2 separate regions of the Mus musculus genome follow, and region 2 is linked to region 1. Evidence: chromatin contacts called from public HiChIP or PLAC-seq data. All regions are on one chromosome and are shown on one strand. Each heading gives the region's core, a stretch centred on a gene start, on an enhancer-like site or on the middle of the called end of the contact. The rest is flanking DNA. Distances are from core to core; before and after follow the strand shown. Region 1 holds the start of Dnm1 (dynamin 1). Region 2 holds the start of Niban2 (niban apoptosis regulator 2).

Region 1 (6,995 bases), core at 2,514-5,013:
AGGAAGTCAGCTCTTCTTTCAACTATGTGGACACCAAGGATCAAACTCAGATAGGCTGGCTTTGTGGTGAATGCCTTCGGGTGCTGAGCCATCTGCCTGGCCCTCGAGTGGTTGGATTTGTTTGTTTTGTTTGCATCTGCTGTGCACACATCACAAGAGGTTAGTTTACATGATTTTTATGTGCACTCAAAACACATATATTTAGCTAGGAAGATAGCTCACTTGGTAAAGGGTTGACCTTGTAAGGATAAAGACCAGAGTTGGAACCCCCAGGACATATTTAAAAAGCCCAGGATGGAGCCCATGCTTGTAATTTCAGTGCAGAGGAAGCAGAAAGAGCAAGACCCCAGGGCAGGTGGTCAGTTGCTGTACCTACAAGAGGAGCCCCAGGCCAATGAGGGACCCCATATCAAAAACCAAGGTAGATGGCAGCCAAGGACACCATCGACTTTCTCTTTCACCCTCTGCCCACACATCCATGCACACGTGCACACACTCACACACCAACACACGAAAATACATAGACTCTCAGTACAGACGATGCTGTCAGTAGTCACACCAGCCTCCACTGGCAGCTTGACTCTGTCACTTCTTGGCTTTGTGACCTTGGACACATTACTCGGCAGCCGCTCTGTGCCTCATTCTCCTCACCTGTCATAGCAAGCTATTAAGTTCTGAGATGGAGCCAGAGGAAGCGCCCAGGGCAGTCACTGGCTGGGAGGAACGGCTTAGGCTATGCTCCTATTAATAACTGGGCTCCGTGGTGGCCAAACGTCTGGAGCTCAGCGTAGCATCCACCCTTCCCAGGGTTCAAAGCAGAGGGCCAAAGCCACTTTGGGAGCTCTCATTTGAAGGATGTATTGGCCCTCAGAACACTCAGCATCTCTGCACTTGGACTCTCTCTGTAGAAGCCCTCTTTCAGCCTTGACAAAACTATTTCTCGAATAGGGGGTCAAAGGGTATGTCAGGTGCGTTTGCTTATCAATTGACACCTGTGTGCAATATCCTCTGCCCACAGCATCACCCTCTTCCACACCCCAACTTCAGTGTGCCCAGCAATATCTAGAGAACTTGGTCCCTGTTACACTCAAGTTGTGACACACAATGTCCTGGGTGAGGCCCGGATTTCTGACCAACTTCCCACCATGTCCCAGTGGCTCCAGGATTAAGTATCACAGGGCAGCTAGCACAATCTCATTTTGTAAAGATAAAAGGTAGGCTACAGAATGAACTCTCAGCTCTAACACTGACCCAAAGATGGGAAGATAGCCCTGAGGCTTTCAAATACTTCTGGAGAGTGTGGTTTTTTTTTTTTTGGAGACAGGGTTTCTCTGTATAGCTCTGGCTGTCCTGGAACTCACTTTGAAGACCAGGCTGGCTTTGAACTCAGAAATCCACTTGCCTCTGCCTCCCGAGTGCTGGGATTAAAGGTGTGCACCACCACGCTCAGTGAGAGTGTTCTTTCTTTCTTTCTCTCTTTCTTTCTTTCTTTCTTTCTTTCTTTCTTTCTTTCTTTCTTTCTTTCTTTTTTTTTTTTTTATTTTTTTTTTTAGATTTATTTATTTATTATATGTAAGTACACTGTAGCTGTCTTCAGACACTCCAGAAGAGGGCGCCAGATCTCATTACGGATGGTTGTGAGCCACCATGTGGTTGCTGGGATTTGAACTCCGGACCTTCGGAAGAGCAGTCGGGTGCTCTTACCCACTGAGCCATCTCACCAGCCCCCTTTCTTTCTTTTTTTAATTATATGTAAGTACACTGTAGCTGACTTCAGACACTCCAGAAGAGAGAGTCAGATCTCCTTACGGATGGTTGTGAGCCACCATGTGGTTGCTGGGATTTGAACTCATGACCTTTGGAAGAGCAGTCAGTGCTCTTAACCACTGAGCCATCTCACCAGCCCGAGAGTGTGGTTTTAACAGTAAGTTTTACCACTGTGTTTAAGGGGTGAAATCATAATACTTAGCTGGCAGGAGAGACGTCATGATCTAGAAAGTGGTTTTCCCAAGGTGTGCTGACCCTGTGAGGTCCCCAAATGTGGGGAAACTCAACTGCACTATTTGTAGCAGTGGAGCACTAGAGTCACACTTTCCCCTCAGAAGGATAAAGAAGAATAACAAAAGCTCAGTTGCAATGGTCCAGACAGACATCTTCAAACTGTATGCCCAGCCTAACTTGATGGTGCTGGTCACCTTGGCTCACATCCCTGTCCTCTCTAGGCTGGCTGAGAATAGCGGCTCTGGATGAGGGGTATTGGGGCTGGTGTTTCAGCTCCTGGATTTCTGATGTGGTTGGCATGGTTGTTAATGAGGGTCAATGCACACCAGGTCTGGGCTGGGCCTCACACAGACATTCTATTTTGTCATTGTGCCAACTCTACAGATTAGATAGCTATGACCCAGAAATGACCCAGAGGTAAGGTCTGGGTGGTTCTCCCCTAACTGGAAATCCCTTCTCACTGGGCTCATGGTCCACACACTTCTAGTCTCTGTTCCAGCATTATTATCCTGTATGAGTTAACAACACAAGCCCTGCCCCAGCCCTGCTCTCCACTCATCACCCCCGGAAAGAGTCATATTTATTGGCATATGACCCCTCCCTTTTCCACTTGACTTTGAGCCACTTGTAGGTGGCTTGTCACTGCCTTGTCTCTGGGGTCTAGCGGGAGCTAGCCTGCTCAGCAACCACACATTCAGTGGGTGAAAAAAATGGATAGTCTCTAATGCCTAGGGCACTTCCCTAGTCTCAGAACATAGAAGTGACCCGATAACCCTCTCTTTCTTGGCTTCTTTGTCAGGAGTCCTAACTAGGTCCTTCTTGATGCAAAAGTGAGTAGCCGAACCTAGATCCAACTATCTGTCTGTGTGAAAAGGACAGGCAAGTATGGCTGCAAGAACCCCTGGTTTGAATAGCACTATTTGCCACTCTGGGCCTGGCGCTCATCCTCTTGGAGCCTTAGAGTTCAAGACAAGAACTTTTGCCTCTCCTCGGCAGCACTTCCTAGGTATTGGGGCCTTTGCACTTCCTGTCCACTCCATCAGGGTGTCGGGCCCCTTCTTATCAGTTAGGTTCCCTTTCAAAGGTAATTTCTTTGGAAAACCTTTGCCCCCTTCTGGCTAATGTGACTTTCCAAGCCCTGTTGGTTTTCTCTGTTTCTTCTAGTACAAACGCTCTTCTGTGTCCCGTCTATCCCACCACCTGTAAGATCTCTGAGTGTAAAGTCCCTAGCTGTTCTGCCGAGTTTTGTGTCTGTAAACTTAGGAAGGGGTCTAGCTTATCATGGGCTCCTGGTAATTTGTTGAATCAATGGTTTTTCTTTCTTCCTCCTAGAACCAGAAACACTGAGGCCCCAGGATAGGAAGGAATATGCTGCAGATTTTTGATTAGTGTCAGAACCTAGACTAGAAAGGCTAAGTGGACTAGGGTTGACTTTGGTCAGCTGACTGCAGCAGCCTGTGGGTGCCAGATCTTCCCTCTAAGGCCTCAGTTTCTCCACTGGGAATAACTGCTGAAATGAAGTAATCATGACCACCACATACTAGCCCATTTCTAGAGTTAGCACCCCTAGCCATCACCAAAAGTATTATCTTCGGTGCAGCATCCGTATCCCAGAAACACAGGTAAGTCTCCCGAAAGCCGCAGAAGAAGAAAACGACAACACCCATGGCGCCCCGCGTTGCGTCTGCGCATAGTGACCAGTCCGCGAATCCCCGCGCGCCATCTAGCGGCGGCCTGGAGAAGCGCTCCGCTCGGATCCCCGAGGGGCGGGGGACCCGCGGCGCACGCAGTCGGGATATTCGGCTGCAGCCGCGAAGCCGGGGGCCAAGAGCCAGAGCAGGAGCGGCGGCCGGATCGCAGCCCGCCGGGCCCGCCGCAACCATGGGCAACCGCGGCATGGAAGACCTCATCCCGCTGGTTAACCGGTTACAGGACGCCTTCTCCGCCATCGGCCAGAACGCGGACCTCGACCTGCCGCAGATCGCCGTGGTAGGCGGCCAGAGCGCCGGCAAGAGCTCGGTGCTGGAGAATTTCGTGGGCAGGTAGGAGCGGCGCGGACACCCGCATCACGGTGCCCCGGGTCCCCACCCCGGGATCCGACGGTCTGGGCGCTGCTCTAGCGGACCGAGCGCCCCCGCCCCCCGCTTGAGTCCTGGGGTCCGCAGCGCCCCCGCCAGCCCGCGGATATCAGTGGAGTCCCCCCACTCACGCCCCCTCGTTCACCCCATCGTCTGTAGAGCGACCTCGGCAGAGAGCTGTCCTTGATCGCCAATACCCTCACCGAGGGGGCCCACATTACTCAGCGCCTCACTGGGAGCTGAGAGCACCCAGAGGGCAATATCCCCTTCCTGGGCTCCTTGGAACCCGCTCTGACCCCATGGGAATTCCTGGTCGTGACAGGGGACAGCCCCCTCCCCCAGTCCCTAGAAAAGGACACAGCCCCATAGGCATCGGAGACCAGGCACAACCCCCCCACCCCGCACACGCACAGGCGCGCGCGCGCGCGCGCGCACACACACACACACACACACACACACACACACACACACACACACACACACACCTCTGCGGCTCCCGCCGCCATCCGTGCGCAGAGAGGCAGAGGGGGAGGCGCGGGCTGCGGTGCGAGGAAAGGAAGGGGGGGGATGGCAGCGGGAGGAGAAGCGGCCTGTGAGCCTCTACGGAGCAGCCTGCCTTCGCTGCACCCCTTGGGAAGGGGCTGCTTGTCAGCGTCCTCCTCCCCTGGCCTGGCAGAAGGGTTGTGATGGAGAGAAAAGGCGGCAGAGGGCAGAGATGACTAAGTCCAGGAGGCAGGATGGCGAGGAGGGGGGTGGTGAGCCATTGCAGAACCTAATCCTCCTCTGGCCTCTGATCCCACAAGGCTCTGGGAAGGCCAGGTGGCAGAGTGGAGGAGAGCCTTAGAGACAAAGGGTCTTGGACTTAGAGGGGGCAAGCAGGGTCGTGACCCCCCTCCGCACCACCTCCCTAGGCTCCTTTGGAGCTAGGGAAGACAGAAGTGGCATTTCTGGTTCTTAGAAAGAGCAGCTCATTCTAAGCTCAGGTGCACTCTGGGAAGGGGACTGCCAGGACCAGAGAGGATGCACCAGTGCTAACCTTGACCCCTCACCCGCTAGGTGCAAGCTCTCATCTTTCTAGAAAGTCTTGCTTTCTTGCAATGACCTTCATGGCTAAGGAAATGACAGGCGTGAGGGAGAGGGAGGCGGCGGCGGCCCCTCCTTCCAGAGAGGAACAAGCATTCTGTGGGGTGACAGCTGGGTCTAAGCCAGGTGCTGCTGGAAAACCTTGGGCAAGTCACTTGCCTTTACCAAACCTCAGTGTAGTATGGACAGACTGGAGGGTTGATGCCACCACTTACACGTCCTGGGAAGCCACTGTGAACCCACCCCGGGGTGGGGGTGGGGTGGCGGGAGGAAGGGGGCCTGAGTGAGAACCATGTAGTGGTGAGATGTAGACGTGCCACAGTGGAAGTAGCTCTGTCTGTCTTGTCAGCAGAGAGGAGCAGCTGTCTCTGGATCATGTGACCCCAGAGCTGCAGATACAGGCAAGAAACCATATAGATGAGCCCCTTCCCGGGGGTCCAGCAGTCAGGGCTGTTGGGGATGGAGGAATGTCCAGCGCCCTGAAGACAGGGCCGTGGAGGGGTGTCGTGCACTTTACAGTGTGCATACCACAGCCCCATCTCCCATGCTCTGAGCATTTGCTGTTCTAAGCCAGACTGTGTGCTCTAGTTAGGGGGTGCAAACTGGAGCCCTTCCCTGCTTTGCTGTAGCCCCTGTGATGCAAACACAGTGGTGTCCACCCTATAGACGGGCAACTGAAATTAGATGCTTTTCTCAAGGTCACATATTCCCAAAGAGTGACACCTGTCAGACTCCATCTTGATCCTGCATTGGTCATGGGGACTGATTGGAGTGTAGACATCTGATTTCCCATTTGTAGAATGGGGACCCCTGGAAGCTTACCCGGACCTCCTAAACCAGTACAAAAGCCATTTGCTAAATCCATGGAAGAGAGACGCTTTGAGAGTCTAGAGACTGGGAACCTGTCCATGACGTTTTGCCCAGTGCAGTACCCAGCCCAGACCACAGCAGGTGATAGCCACAACTGTTGACCTGTCGAGAGGCCGCTGCTCCAGCCAGGAGGGCGTGGAAGATGCCCAGATGCAGGTCTGGGACGGAGGAGGAGCAAGCGGGCAGGCTTGTTAGCCCTTAAAAGCTAGTGAAGAAGCCACAAAATGAGCAGCAGCAGTACTGAGGCTAGGGGTGGGGTCAGGCTCCAGCCAGCCCCACCCGTGACCGACCTCACAGATTCCCTACCTCTCTGCCTAGCTCTGGGTCCCCAGACTCGTGAACATGGTAACAACAGCTCTTTCTCCTGGGCCTTTCAGAGCGCCAAACCCCCACGGAGAGGAAGTGGGAAACTCCCTAGAGGAAACAAGCCAATTCAGGCCAGGCAGGCTCCCAGGCATCCAGGAGGACCTCGTGTCAGCTCTGCAATGGAGGTGACCCAGCAGCTGTCCGGGACCCTGCTAGGTCTTGTCTGAGTCTCTGCTGTTCCTTTCCCTTCCCTTTACAGAGGCCAGCTCACTCAGTCATTTAGCTGTCATTCTTGGAAGGTCCACAGCGGTCACACTAGAGAGTCTTTGGTGAAGCTGTGCATTCTAGAGAGAGAAACCGAGACACCTGTAAGCTGCACTCTGTCTCCCAGGAGTTGGGCTGCCTTTCACACGGAGGGCTCAGAAGGTCTTAGAGGAAGGTTGCACCCAGGAAAACCAAGCAGGGCCAAGCTATGTGAGAAGCTGGGAGAAAATAATCCCAGGCCAGTGAACAGCAGTTCAAAGGGCCTGGGGCAGGAAAGGGTCAGTTTGAGATACAAACAGGCACCACAAGGTTTAGGCAGGAACGGTGGGACAGGTGTAGACAGGACCTCCATCTGTGAGCCCTCAGGCCATGGCGAGGGATTTGGTTTGTTTT
Region 2 (6,995 bases), core at 3,270-5,769, 520 kb before region 1:
AAACCAAGCAGCCATTACCAGGGCTCTACACAAATAATATTGCCTCGGGCACAGAAAAGCATCTTCAGTAGAAGGAACAGGCCCAGAGAGGAGTGGACACTGGTTTGGAAGAGGCGACCATACAAACGATTTCTGCTGGCGAGAATGAAAGGCAGAAGACATGGTTTCTATAGACTTCCCCTCCCAAGGGGTCCTGACACTCACTGCTTTGGCAGTTCAGCCAGTACTGCCTAGAGCTGAGGGGACTGGCAAGGATGGGGTATGGTGGCTGCTGATGCATCCAGGGTTTCAAGTGGGCTCAAAAAGTCCTCAGACGTACGGGCGGGGGTGGTTCCACATCTCAGGCAATACACAGAAAACCCTTTTCTGTGGGTGGGCGGTACAAGGTGTGGAACTGGGCCTCAGGAAAGCTGTTGTCTTTTAAAAAGTTAGCCAGGAGAAGGGAGAGAGGAGGGAGGGTGGGGCTGATCAGAGGTGCTGGGACAGTCTGTCCTCTGTGGGAGCATTCACATGCCTTTACTGAGGGGTGAACCACAGTAGTGGAGCCCCTTGGGGATGTCCTGGAGAAAGGTGATTTCCCTCATCCATCTCAGCCAATGCCAGCCCTCCCATTGGCAGCTCAGGCTCCAGGCCCTGCCCCTCACCTATACCATCTTGATTTTGGGGTTCTAGGCGATGGTATAAAATCCCCTCAAAGTGCTCAGAACCTGTATGAGAGTCCTGTCCCGTATCTCATGGAAAGGATGGACTGGCACAGCTCAGTCACCGGTCTGTCTTCTAGCTCCTTCTACCCTGTCTCTGTCACCACCAGTTACTCAACCCACACCAGACAGCTCACATCCAACACACAAATAACCGCCACAGCAGAAGGAAGCCAGGAAGGAATCAAAGCTTCTGAAAACTCTGGTTTATGCCCACTCACACCCAGGGAACTTGCCACACCGTCTCCAGAGTCAGGACAAACCCAGGAGAACCCAAACCAGCCACTGCCCCAACCCTTTGAACTCCAACACTAGGGAAGCCAATTACAGAAGCCCACAAGCAATCACAATAATCAGATGTTTGCTGAGCACTGCTGCTCAAGTACTAGGCTGGACAGAATCTTCTCTGCTTTAAGCTACTAGATCCTCCCAGCAGTACCTACCTACCATTGCGACTCCCATCTCACTGATAAGAAAACTGAGATCCAGCCCTCAGTAAATTGTGGGGGCGGGAGGGTTTGGTGGCACAGGCCTGTAATCCCAGCTAGTCAGGAGTCCGAGAGAGAAACAAAAAGAGTTTAGATTCAAGTCCTGCCTGGGCTACAAACTGAATTCAAGGCAACCTGGGAAATTTAGTAAAACTATCCCAAAATAAGTAATATAGAAAAGATGTGAGATGTGATCAGTGGTGGAGAACTTACAAAGAAAAGGGGGGTAGGCTGGAGAGAGCACTCCAGGGTTAGGAGCAGTTGTTCCTGCCGAGGACATGGGTGGGTTCCCAGGACCCACATGGCAGCTCACCACCACCTATAACTCCAGCCACAGGGGATCTGATGCCCACCCTCTTCTAACCAGGAACACATTCCATGCAGAGACATATATGGGAGCAAAACATTCACACATATAAAATTAATAAATCTAAAAAAGAGATGCTGGCCCAAGGTGAGCCAGCTAACACCTTGCTCCGGTCAAAGTTTGTAAGGAATTGTTAGACCCTTGGAGCTAGAAGGCACCTCAGCCACCAGGTGCCACACCCCATTCTGTTCAGATCTAGGGAAACTGAGATCTAGAGAAAACAAGCAGCCCCTAGGTGACACAGGCTCAATTGCTCTCAGGCCCCTTCCGTACTAAATGTGCAGAAACCACCCTGCTACCAGCATCTCCAGCACTGGGTTGGAACAAGTCCTTGCTTGCCAGAGGCTTTGAAATCTCAGGATGAAAGATGCCGGGGCAGCAAACCTGCACCCTGGGTAAGAGCACGCCTGACCTTTGCCAGGACTTGCAGGCTGGTATTCACCTGCTCACCTGCTAAGGGAGGGTGGAAGGTGGCCAGCCAAGCCTTAGCACCCTAACAGGCCTGGGAGCTTAGGGCCCTGTGGGAGGGGTGTTCTCACAGCTGACACTTCCACAGGGAGGGAGGGCTCTGGAATCTTAATCATGTACCTGCTGGGTGGGGTGAGGGGACTGAATGGGTGGCTGGAGGTGGCAAAGTCACAACCCCATTTCCCTCCAACAAATTCTTAAGGAAATTAGTTCGTTCTCTCTCTCTCTCTCTCTCTTTCTCTCTCTCTCTCTCTCTCTCTGTTGGACTACCTTCTTGTAGCACCCACCCTTACACTCAGGAGCCTCCCTGGCGAGCCTGCCCTGGGATCTAGGGCATCTGAAGAGGGATTATTAATAGCACTTTCAAGTGTTTGGAGGAAAGGTAAGCAGGTTGAGTGGGCACAACCCTATTCTCCCCAGCCTGTATCCACAAAACAAACTCAGCCCTCTCCGGAAGGGGCCACTCCACCGTCCCCTGGCTTCGGTCCCCTGGCTTCGGCTCCACTCAGGGAGTTGGCCAGGAGGTCAGGGGTGGGTTCTCAGCCTAAGACTTGGGAAGGTGGGAGATCTGGGTGTGGGGAAAAGAAAAAAAAAAAAAAAAAACCACTGAAGTAGGGCACACCCCACCCATGCTTGCTGAGAGCCTGAGAGGAGGCTCTGAATGGAGAGACTGTTACAGAACCCCAGGAGGTTGCCACCAACAGGGAAGGGACAGGAAGACTCCGCCCTGCCCTTCCTGAGCCCAGGCCTTGTCCTACAAGGAGGCCTTCCAGGACTTAACCCCTAGCTGTTCAGAGGTGAGAAATGGTCTATATCACCCATCCTGTCCCCAACTCCAGGCCTGGCCAAGTGACTGGATAGTCCTTCTTTGGCACCTTCTTTGTGCCCGGCCACAGTGAAGCCCTGGAAGTGGGGACACCTGCCTTATTCTAGGGTCCCTGCTATCAAGGGGAAATATAGCCAAGCACCCAACAGGACATCAAGATAATGTAGGGACACCACACTCAATGAACAGGGAGACAAATGAAACCAAAGGAACTGTCTCCTCTTCCTGTGCTCTGATAAACCCAGCTGGTTGGCACGCCAGGTCTCAGGGCCTCCTGTACTAAGCAAAGCTCACTAAGCTCTCAGCAGCCATCCCAAGAAGTCAACACCCGCCCCTTAGGAAGGCAACACCGAAGCTCTTGGACATTGTGACTGGCTCAAGCAGGGCAGTGGTGCCCCAGGCCTTTAATCCCAGCACTTGGAAGGCAGAGGCAAGTGGCTCTCTACGAATTCGAAGCCAGCCAGGTCTACAGCCACAACTACATGGTGAGACCCTGGCTGGGAAAACCAAAACAAAAGAGACTGGCTCAGGATCACACACTTGGGAGAGAAGCTGAAATTACATTCAGGACCGCCAGGCCTGACTTGCCTGTGGTCAGCCAAGCTTTGTTTTGGGATAGCCTGAGATTCTCACCCCATCTCCCACTCCCTACAATGAGCCCAGGATCCTGCACTCCACAGACTTGGGAGCAACTCCCTCTAGAGAAGTGTCCACCGCGCAGTGACAGGCTGAGAGCAAGGCTGGCAGAAGGAAGGTACTGAGAGGTACTGAGAGACTGAACTCTGGCTCTGAGAGAACCAGCTCTGGCCATAAACAGACCCCCTAGGCTGTAGTGCCAGCACTCTGCTGAGGTAAAGCCCAAAGACAGGGACCCGCCCCTTCAAGGGCACCCCATCTCTCCTTAGCCCCACTCTCCACATTCGGTCCCCGGCTCTCTAAGGGCCCATCCCCCTGTAAGCTTCAGCCACGTGTACCCGGACTGAGGCCAGGGCGAGGAGGAACAAGGCAGCTGAGGGGGGAGTCTGGAAGGTCTGACTCTGTGGGGCAGAGTCCAGAGTAGAGGTTAGGCTTGGAACGTTGTTGGGAAAGATGGGGGGCGCGACCCCTCCGCCACGCCTGTAAGTGCATGGTTCTGGCCAGGCTGGGCTCCAAGGGGAGCAGTGGGATCCAGTAGAGAAATGGGATCCCAGGCTCCTCAAAGGGTGAAAGGAGCATACAGAAGGGCCTGGAAGGGCCGTCCAGACCGAGAGAGAACAAGTTCGGAGGAAGAGTAAGGGTCTGGCCGGCTCTCGTCCCGACCTGGGCCTTGACTCTCGAGTACCGCTCCCCATGAGATCGGAGGCGTGGCCCGGGGTGCCCGGGGAGCCCCAGGCCGGCCGGGCGCTGAGCGGTGCTCACCTGCGATGTGCTGGCGCCGTGCGTCATCCAGGTGTGTGGACAGTACGTCTCCCATGGCGAGGAGAAGACGCGGCCGGATCCGCCCGCCGCTACTCAGACTGACGCCGCTGGCGCCATGGAGTCCGCAGGCCCCGCTGCCGCCGTCGCCCCGCAGCCCCGCTGCCGCCTCGGCTGCTCTCTCTGCGCTCCCACCGAGATCCCCACCGCGTCCCTCCCTCCGGCCGCTGCTGCCTCTCTAGCCCGCGCCCAAGCCCCGGCGCCCGCCCCGCCCCGCCCCGCCAGGCCAGGCCAGGCCACGCCCCTGTCGGAGCCACGCCCTCCTCTCCAGTCCAAGGCGGGAGGGGACCTCCAGACAGCGAGGAGACTTAGACAAAGAGAAGATCCCCAGAAAGGAGACCCGGGACGGACCTGCTTGGTGTGCTTCAAATTCAGATAGCAGCGAAGAAAAGGCTGATGGGGGTATCGCAGAAAACGGAGAGCCCTTGGGGCTGTAGCCTAAGCGTCTCCTCTCCCCTCCTCAAGCCGAGGACAATGTAGGGACTACAAGGGGACGCCGGGACGGACGTGTGGGAATTCAGCATTCCTCCTGCCCCCTTCCCCCAGTCTCGCCCACAGCTGCTTGCACTGGGGAAGTCCCCTAGCCTTGATCGGACCTGTCCTAGAAGGTGTGCCAACCCGTCTTGCACAATAGATAGGGGTAGACGGGGAGGGAAAATGGACAAGTATGGGGTGGAAGACTGAGGGACAAGGGAGGGGAAGAGATGGGGCGGGGGGTGCGGGGGGACATGGTTAGAGCTCAAAGATATCATCAAGAGGTCATTCCTCAGGCCCGGCTCGTGGGCGTTTCATTCGAAGGAGGCTTGCTGAACAGAGCAAAGCAGGAAGGCTATTTTTGCACTTTGTTAGACTGTCTGAAATGAAAAGCCGGGACCTCGGACTCTGGGTACTTGTACAGTAGGGCTGGGCATGGGTAGGTAACTAACAGAAGGTGTTTCGGTTTCTGGACCTCCCAAGCCGGTAGAGGAGACTAATTTGATGACTTGGTCTGCACTGCCTGTGTGACCAGGGCTGGCTGTGTTGCTGCTCCCTCACACCTCTTGGCTCACCACTATAATGCGCTCCACCAGTTATTAGCTGCTCTCCCTGTAACCCTGACACCTGGCAGCAGGATTGTAACAGTTACCTATAACTAGGCACCTGTCTTGTAGGCCTGTCACCACCACACCAGGTGATGCAGACTCTCTGTCATGCTTTCCATCAGCAGTCAGCCACTGTGGTGAACACTCATTTGCTAAGCCTCCTGCAAGATGCTGTGCTTAAGTGTAGGGGTGCATGCAGTAGGGAGGACAGATCTGAGGCTGTGGGGCTGGCGAGACGGCTTAGCTTAGCGGTAAGAGCTCTTACTACTCTTGCAAGAGCACTCCGGTCCTTTCCTGGCACCCACATCAGGCAGTTCACAAATGCCTATAACTACATTTCCCGGGTATCTGACTACTACTTCTGCCTCTACAAGCTACTATACTCACCTGGGGTGAATAAATTCATGCAGGAAAACACATGTACATATAAACAAATAAATGATAAGATGTTGAGGTCAGCCTAAACAAGCTGCAAAGCAAGTTTGAGGCCAGTCTAAGACACATAGGAAGACCCTCTTTCAAAAGTTCAATGGCTAAACTGGACAACTAGTGGTGCTCTCGTCTTTAACCCAGCACTCAGGAGGCAGAGGTAGGTGGAGCTCTTGAGTTCGAGGCCAGCCTGATCTACAGAGGGAGTTCTAGGACAGCCAGGGCTACAGAGAGAGACCCTGTCTAGAAAACATGCACACAAACATATACAGGTTTGTGTGCACACACACACATACACATGCACACACACAAGCTACCTATCCTCTATGACCCTGGACAAGTGCATTCCTTGTTGAGCTCAGTCCCCTCACCTGTCAAGTCAGAGTAATGATACTTTGTGGGGAGGCTAGGAAGAGAGAGAGTGCCTACCATAGACAGTCACTTTCTCAATAAACAGAAATGTTGTTCTGGTCCCTGCCCTCCTGAAGTCTGAGGGAGGGAACAGAACATTGTGTTATGAGGACAGTGATTTAAGCACAGTACCAGAGCTGAAAGTTGAAAAACGAGAATTGTGACAGCATGTAGCAAGGAAAGGCCACTCAGGGAGCGGGGCCCACACAGGCAAAGGGCAAGCCTGAGAAAAACAGGATGTGTTCAGAGTCACCAGGAGGAATTGGAGGCAGGCTGGCAGAGATTTTCAGTTTCCTTGTGCAGAGGTGGGCCAGAGAAGGAAAGCGACTTTTGTCCAAGTCTCACAGTAGGGACCCAGGGCCATCACAGTTGACCCTGAATGTCACTTCTCTGGGCTGCCTGAAGCAAGTGATGCTAATAAGCTCATTTTTCTCCTTTCCCTCAGCCTCAACTACAGAACCTAGAAAGGTCTGTGCTGCCTGGGGAAAGGACAGCAAGAGCCAGCTGGGCCCCACCACGACCTGACCGGCTCCTCAGCCAAGCTAGAGGCCTGGGCCAGGTGGAGGACAGTGACTGGTAGCCTGTCCCTAGCCTTCATGGTACACCCAGGCCCAGAGCCTGGGGCACATAAACTTCCCAGAACACATGTCAGGTCCCTGGCACAAGGACCCTTTCCTCTTGGCTTAAAACTCTGTTGTCTGCCATTCAACTACCCCGAGCTCCCATGACCTCAAAAGTGGGAAAATTCTACCTGGTGGTGGTGGTGGT

Evidence for each region. HiChIP or PLAC-seq counts read pairs in DNA pulled down with a chosen protein or histone mark.
Region 2: a contact with region 1 is called in an H3K4me3 HiChIP or PLAC-seq map of embryonic stem cells, with 11 read pairs. The contact joins the promoter of Niban2 here to the promoter of Dnm1 in region 1. A contact is called at or near these places in 1 of 484 Hi-C or Micro-C datasets (embryonic stem cells) and 2 of 115 datasets of contacts at active chromatin or transcription factors (embryonic stem cells and pancreatic cancer cells).

What each region holds. Positions count from the first base shown.
Region 1 is chr2:32,350,097-32,357,091 of GRCm38.p6, reverse strand. Dnm1 (dynamin 1) reads left to right here and starts at 3,763. Exons shown (of 23, transcript NM_001301737.1): 1 at 3,763-4,043. The coding sequence starts at 3,883. It overlaps Gm39787 (a long non-coding RNA gene), which reads right to left and starts at 1,333. Exons shown (of 2, transcript XR_866125.1): 1 at 1-1,333. It also overlaps the pseudogene Gm52590.
Region 2 is chr2:32,873,658-32,880,652 of GRCm38.p6, reverse strand. Niban2 (niban apoptosis regulator 2) reads right to left here and starts at 4,519. Exons shown (of 14, transcript NM_146119.2): 1 at 4,249-4,519. The coding sequence starts at 4,303. Gm13523 (a long non-coding RNA gene) reads left to right here. Exons shown (of 3, transcript XR_003954026.1): 2 at 2,305-2,406; 3 at 6,673-6,995.